2 separate regions of the Sus scrofa genome follow, and region 1 is linked to region 2. Evidence: chromatin contacts called from public Hi-C data. All regions are on one chromosome and are shown on one strand. The core of a region is the stretch at or near the end of the contact, and the rest is flanking DNA. Distances in the headings are between cores, read along the strand shown. Region 1 holds the start of PHTF1 (putative homeodomain transcription factor 1). Region 2 holds the start of DCLRE1B (5' exonuclease Apollo).

Region 1 (2,983 bases), core at 387-2,886, 150 kb after region 2:
CTTAACTAATTAATCAAGCCAGGAAACAAACCCACATCCTCATGGATACTAGTCAGGGTCTTAACCTGCTGAGCCACAATGGGAACTCCTGGGATGCCGGCATTTTTGAAGGTATAGGCACGCAATGTTAGTTAATGAAGGTGATTTATAGATGTTTCAGATGTCATTGATGTATTGACATAACCCAGTGTATTTTTTTCCTCATCAGTTTTTGTGTGAACTTCTCTATAATTAACCTACCTGTCCTAAACACTGATAGCCCTTACTTAGGATTAGGAAAGGAAAAGGAAGCAAACAGTTTTAAGTAACTGCTGTGGGCCAGGCATTTTATATCAGAGTATTACCTCATTTAATCCTCACAGCCTTGAGTAGGAAATTAACAATACAAGTAAGAACACAGGCTTGTTATGTTGAATAAATTGCATAAGGTCACACAGTTTGTCAGTGGGAGCAGGGATGTGAATGCAGTTCTGGGTTCAAAGCCTATGCTTTGTTCAGTGAGAGCCCTACATTTGTAAAGGGGGTCCTGAAATAAGATTTGCTGTTTACCACTCTTCTCTAGTGTGTCTTACCTGGTTTCTGTTCTAGGAACTCCCCTCAAAGCCTATTTGTGTGCTAAGCAATGAAGTAAAATTTTCCTATTTAGTGTAATTTACGTCTTAAAGCAAAAATGGACATTTTCCAGTTTTTGTTTTTTTTGTTTTTTTTAAGGCAGCCGTTTGTTTGGAAACCCAACAGAAGTGTCATGTTTAGCTCTAGGGAAGGAGAACCTGTCAGAACAAAAGCAGAAAGAAAACCACTGCCAATGTGTGCAATATAGAAATCAAGCCTGGAGTTCCCGTCATGGTGCATTGGAAACGAGTCTGGCTAGGAACTAGAGGCTGCAGGTTCGATGCCTGGCCTCGTTCAGTGGGTTAAGGATCTGGTGTTGCTGTGAGCTGTGGTGTAAGACGCCGCTCGGACCTGGCCTTGCTGTGGCTCTGGCGTTGGCCGGCAGCTGTAGCTCCGATTTGACCCCTAGCCTGGGAACCTTCATATGCTGTGGGTGCGGCCCCCAAAAGACCAAAAATAAATACATAAATAAAACTGAGTAGTGCTATTCATTAAAATGAAAAATCAAGCCCGGGTGAAATAAATTAGTTCTATGGGTGTTATTTTTATCTTAGTCGACTTTCCTCAAAACGGGGGTAACTTACGCCTTTATATCGATTTGATAGATAATCAAAAATAATGATGTAAATCATTTAGAACTGCACTCCTTAGAAGGCTTGCTGAAGTGGTCTCATCATCGCAGCTTCAACTGACTCAAACGCTGCGTGCTGGGCTAGCAAGGACATTGCTTCAGTTGAGGTGAGAATGGCCGTTAGGGGTCAGTGTTCCATTAATGGCCAAAAGAAAAAAAGCAGGGAAGCAGCTTAAAACCTTATTAACGTACCCTTAAATATTCATTAGCGGTCGCAACCGTCCCTTTTCCCTGGCCTCTATCAGCCTGCTTGAATTAACCTAGAAACAGTTCTTCCTGCCGCTCCCCTCCGCTCCGGTATTTGGGGAAAGGGCCCCGAGCTGCCGGAAGCCTCGGCCTCCTCTTCCTTTACCCTTGAGCACCTAGAAAGCTTAAGTCCTAGAGCAGCGGAGGGAGGAGCGAGGCGGGGAATCAGCCACAGCCCGCCAGGCCCTTCGTCTCAGGACGGCGTAAATTCTTGACAACATTCTTTCATTCAGCAAAGATTGGGAACCTATGTGCCGGGCTCGTGCCAGACCCCCGTCTCTCACCTCATGGAGCCCACAGCCCATTGAGGACGACCGGGTAGTAAATAACGAAGCACTAAAACCCTATAAAATCACAAGGAAAGAAGAGGGTCGCAAAGAAATGAACGGGGAACTATTGGAATATCGGGACCGACCTCCTTTAGATCGATGTCTGGGAAAGTCATTTCCGAGCAAGTGACCTGAACGGTGATCTTGAGCAGCTGCTCTGGGCCGAGATCTCGGTGTATCTCCCTAGCTCCTCGTTCAGGAGCCCTGCGGAGGCTCGGCTGGAAGGCCCCGGGCGGGGGCGGAGCCATCTTCTCAGCAAAACCCGGAAAGCGGAAGCCGAGGCCCGGCTGCACCGTGGTCTGCGGAGCTGCAGTTGCCCAGGTCTCGGCCGGCTGAGTCACGGCCCTGCCGGGCCCGGCCTAGCGAGGACGCGCCCCCAAGCAGCTGCCAGCCGAGCCCTGGGGGCTCTGCACTTGACTTTTCCAGTCGGGCACAAAGCCTTTTGCCGTTGCCGTGGCGACTAGCAACCTGGCGAAGACCCCTTTCACTTTCTATCCCCCTCCTTTCCCAGTTCCTTCTTTGCTTATTTTGGGGTCAGTCCGATGACCCTATAGGTCTGGCTAGCAGGGCGCCGGCTCTCTGGCAACAGACTGCCCTCCTCCGGGCGCTGGGCGGCCGGCTACTTCTCAGGCTGGGGCGGCCTCGGCAGTCTCCATGGTAACGGCCCCGCCGGCGTCTCAGCCTGGGAGGGAAGATGCTGCCTGCCGGGCCCGCTCCCTTGCCCCCGGCCTCACGGCCGGGCAGGGGCCACTGAGGAAGAAGGTCCCGGCCGCCGGACTTCGGGGCAGGGGGCACCAGGTGAGAGCTGGACTCTGGGGAGCGGAAGAGGTGGGGTGCAGGTCAACTCCAGCGACCTCCCCTCCTCTCCCCCTTCCCTGCATCAAACGCTCGCACAAAATATCGCAAGAGAGGCTTCTGTCGCCACTGCGCCAGAGGTTTTTTTGGTATGTTTTTGTTTCTCCTGGCAAATAGCCGGAGAACGAGACCCGGAGAGGCTGAGAGAAGCGGTTTTGAGTTCTACCCAAACTGCGAGAGTCCCTTTCAGCAACTGCACTCACCGACTGGTGTTCCTTCATTTTCAGTGAAATCCCATTCTCTGGCTGGAGACACAGATGGCCTCAAATGAGAGAGATGCTATATCGTGGTACCAAAAGAAGGTAATTAA
Region 2 (3,352 bases), core at 705-3,204:
GATCGGCTTCCCCAGTTGTAGGGCTGGCTCCTTCAGCATGGACGGTGTGAACCGAAAATCACCTGGAAGAAGAATGTATGGGAGGCAGAGAGTCAGAAACAAAAAAGTACAGAAAACAAGCTTCTCCCAACTCTGGCGAGAGATGGGCATTTATTTACTAGCCTGTTAGAAAAAACTCGAGTCTGTTAGAAAAAACTCGAGTCTGGCAACGATCTAATGCAGCACAGCTTCTTTGCAGAAATGTCTTCATCTTGCTCCTTTTTTTTTTTTTTTTTTTTTTAAATTACTCTTTACAAAGTTTCTGCCCTTACAGAGTGGGAAATAAGTTGCGAAAGGGTCACTGTGCTCATATGTCAAAGGTCAGAGGCCTCCAGACTTCTATCGTGAGTCAAGGCTGCTTGAGAAAAACAGTGTCTAGACTGAGAGTGGGAAGGACTCTTCTGGAGGCTCACCTGTGTAGAGGATGGTTCCAAAGTATCCTTCAAAGAGAAACATGACAGAGCCAGGGCAGTGATTGGCATCAATGAGAGTTACAGTCATGGTCTCTCGCCCAACTTCATCTAGAGGCAGGATGTGGCTCTCACCAACCTCCAGGGCTCGGATCCACTGCTTAGATACCTGAGGAAACAGGTGGTCATCCCAGGGAACACAGACTCCCCTCCCTCATTTTTCCCTGGATCAGAAGCTGTGATGCGGATTTCCAAACAATCTTCCCTTCCACCTCCCACTCTCTCTCTCTCTTTTTTTTTGGTCTTTTTTTAGGGCCACACCCAAGGCATGTGGAAGTTCACAGGCTAGGGGTCTAAAGGGAACTGCAGCGGCGGACTTACACCACAGCAACTCGGGATCTGAGCCCCTCTGAGACCTACACCACAGCTCAGCAACGCCAGATTCTTAACCCACTTAGCAAGGCCAGGGATAGATCCTGCGTCCTCATGGATGCTAGACAGATTCCTTTCTGCTGAGCCAGCTGGGAACTAACTCCCCCTGCCCCGCCTTTGTACAAGTTTAAATTAAGAATCCAGAAAACAAGTCTAGTCAGCGATTCTCAAACTTTCTTGATCATAATAATCTTTTAGGAGGCGCCTGCTTAAAAAAAAATCCAACTAGATTTCCAGGACCTGCACCAGCTATCTACTGAATCAGATGAGGGAGGAGTGAGGTCCTGGAGAATCTGTGTATTTACTCACTACATGAGGTGGATTCTTAAGATAAGGCAAGTTTGGGAAACACTGGCCTAGTTTATGTCAAGAGGTAGGAACAGTTTCTTTGGCTGGACTAAAAGATATCCCCGACTTATCGTTAAAACATTCCTATTCGGCCAGATATAAGCCATACTCCTATTTTGGGCTAACGATGCATATCTGGGTTCAAACAACTATGGCATTTGTAAACATCAGTCCTCCCTAGCCCCTACCTTAAGACTTCAAGGCTGGGACAGATCAGAAGTCCCCACCCACATGCCGGGACCATCTCTTGGTCCCCATACCTGCAGGTGACGATGCAAGAGGTAAGCAGTGATTGGGGAGCAGTAGACGGGCCGGCACCAGGTGCTAGACAGACCCACGGTATGGTCCGAGTGCATGTGGGACAAGAAGAAGAGCCGGGCGCAGCCAGCCCGGCGTAGGCTCCAAAAGTCCACAGCGATGGGCGTATGAGGGATCAGGACCCCGTTCATGGTGGCAGGGTTGGCGAGTCACCAGGCGGATCTTCATGGAAACAGAGCTCCTGCGTGAGGCTACGACAGCGGCATCATGAAAAAAGGCATGCCGGGGCAAGTACGGAGCCAGAGACGCTAAGAAAAGCCAACCCAGTGGAAGAATGAGTGGGCAGAAAGAAGGAAGTGACCATGCTCGTGGGCGTCCTGGGGTGGAAAGGCAAATCTCGGAAGGCGCCGGGCGGAGCGCCACTCCCCGCAGCGCGCGCGGGAGCCGGGGCCGAGGCTGGGCACTCAAAGCGCGCGCTATTGGGCGGAGACAGGCCGAAGTAGCCGACTTCCGATTGCGCGCCGCTGCTCCGCCAGAGGGAGCCGCGCGGCTGCGCCGGGAGGTGAGAGCTTGGGGGAAGGGCACCCTAAGGTCGGGATCCAGTCTGCGCTCGGCGCTCCCTGGGAGCAGGTGATTGGCAGCTGCTCTGCGTGGTCTCTCTCGAGGAGGCGGGACTTCCGCAGAAAGCTTGATTGGGCCTGTCGGTGACCGCAACCGCGTGGAGGCGCAAGAAAGGCTGGGACCGGAGAGGGTGGGGTCCGCGGACTGTTGGCTGCCAGGCTGGAAATCCGCCCCGGGCCCTAGAGGTTGCGGGAGAGACCTGTGGACGGGGTGAACCTGTCTGCAGGTCCGGGGATGGAACGGCACAGCTTAGGGTGGGCCTCGCCCCGCAGCGAGAGGGTTGAAGTTTGGGCCTGGATGCCGGCCCTGGGGAAGCCAAGGCTGGGGCAACATCGCGCCTGTAGTGTCTTCACTGACTGACTTTTCCTTTACCCAGGTTCCCACATCAGGGCTGGAAGGAGCCCACGAGTTACCCAGAGATCTGTGGGAACTGCCCCGTGACTGTTGGAGAAGATGCCGTACCTTGGCTCGGAGGATGTGGTGAAGGAGCTGAAGAAGGCTCTGTGTAACCCTCACATACAGGCTGATAGGCTGCGCTATCGGAATGTCATCCAGCGCGTGATTAGGTATCACCTAACGCCCCACCTCCCCCCTGGCCACCCCCATCAGGGCTCTCTACCCCTGGCCGCTCGGAAAGAGTAAATGAACTTTCTTACATGGCAGTCGTATGATTTGGTCTTGCTGCTTCTCCGGAATGCCATCTAAGTCTCCCTTGTGGGACATATTTTACTTCTTTGACTCGGCTGGGTGTTGTCATCCATTTCTTGGACTTGTACAGCTGGCTTCGGATACCTAGTACAGACCTCCTCTTTTATTTTTCCGCCCACACATCCTACTGCCTGCTTGTGATTTTAACCTGGATATGTCTTCAAAGACATGCAAAAATAGCACTTACATCCCTCCTGGCTCCCCAAACCTGCTCTTCTGCTTGTTATTCATGCTGATGAATGTCACCAGCCAGCTGACCAAGCGGTGTCGGTCTTGACACCTGATCTTCACTACTTGAGTCAGATGGTGTGGATTCATGGTTCTAAATATCCATCCCCCCCTCCACTTGTTAAAATTGGCACTCTGTTGTTCTAGTTTCCTTTATAAAAGCAGTTGCCTTGGCTTAGTAGTAGGTCACCTTGGCACCTCATTTCATTCAGAATGGTTTTGCAGCATACGAGTTTGACAGTGACCTGTGGGTCACAAACTTTGGTATGCACAAAGTCCCTTGGGGATGCTTTTTAGGAAAATATAAA

The links. A called contact is a pair of places that touch in the nucleus more often than the background predicts.
Region 1: a contact with region 2 is called in a Hi-C map of liver, with 9 times the contacts expected there. The contact joins the promoter of PHTF1 here to the promoter of DCLRE1B in region 2. A contact is called at or near these places in 5 of 47 Hi-C or Micro-C datasets (embryonic fibroblasts, fetal heart ventricle, fibroblasts and 2 more) and 2 of 2 datasets of contacts at active chromatin or transcription factors (alveolar macrophages and skeletal muscle).

What each region holds. Positions count from the first base shown.
Region 1 is chr4:106,807,290-106,810,272 of Sscrofa11.1, forward strand. PHTF1 (putative homeodomain transcription factor 1) reads left to right here and starts at 1,637. Exons shown (of 22, transcript XM_021090726.1): 1 at 1,637-2,616; 2 at 2,901-2,975. The coding sequence starts at 2,931. It overlaps LOC110260434 (a long non-coding RNA gene), which reads right to left and starts at 2,430. Exons shown (of 2, transcript XR_002343727.1): 1 at 1,905-2,430.
Region 2 is chr4:106,654,536-106,657,887 of Sscrofa11.1, forward strand. DCLRE1B (5' exonuclease Apollo) reads right to left here and starts at 1,955. Exons shown (of 4, transcript XM_003125837.4): 1 at 1,490-1,955; 2 at 453-618; 3 at 1-62. The coding sequence starts at 1,678. AP4B1 (AP-4 complex subunit beta-1) reads left to right here and starts at 2,097. Exons shown (of 11, transcript XM_021090715.1): 1 at 2,097-2,238; 2 at 2,485-2,674. The coding sequence starts at 2,562.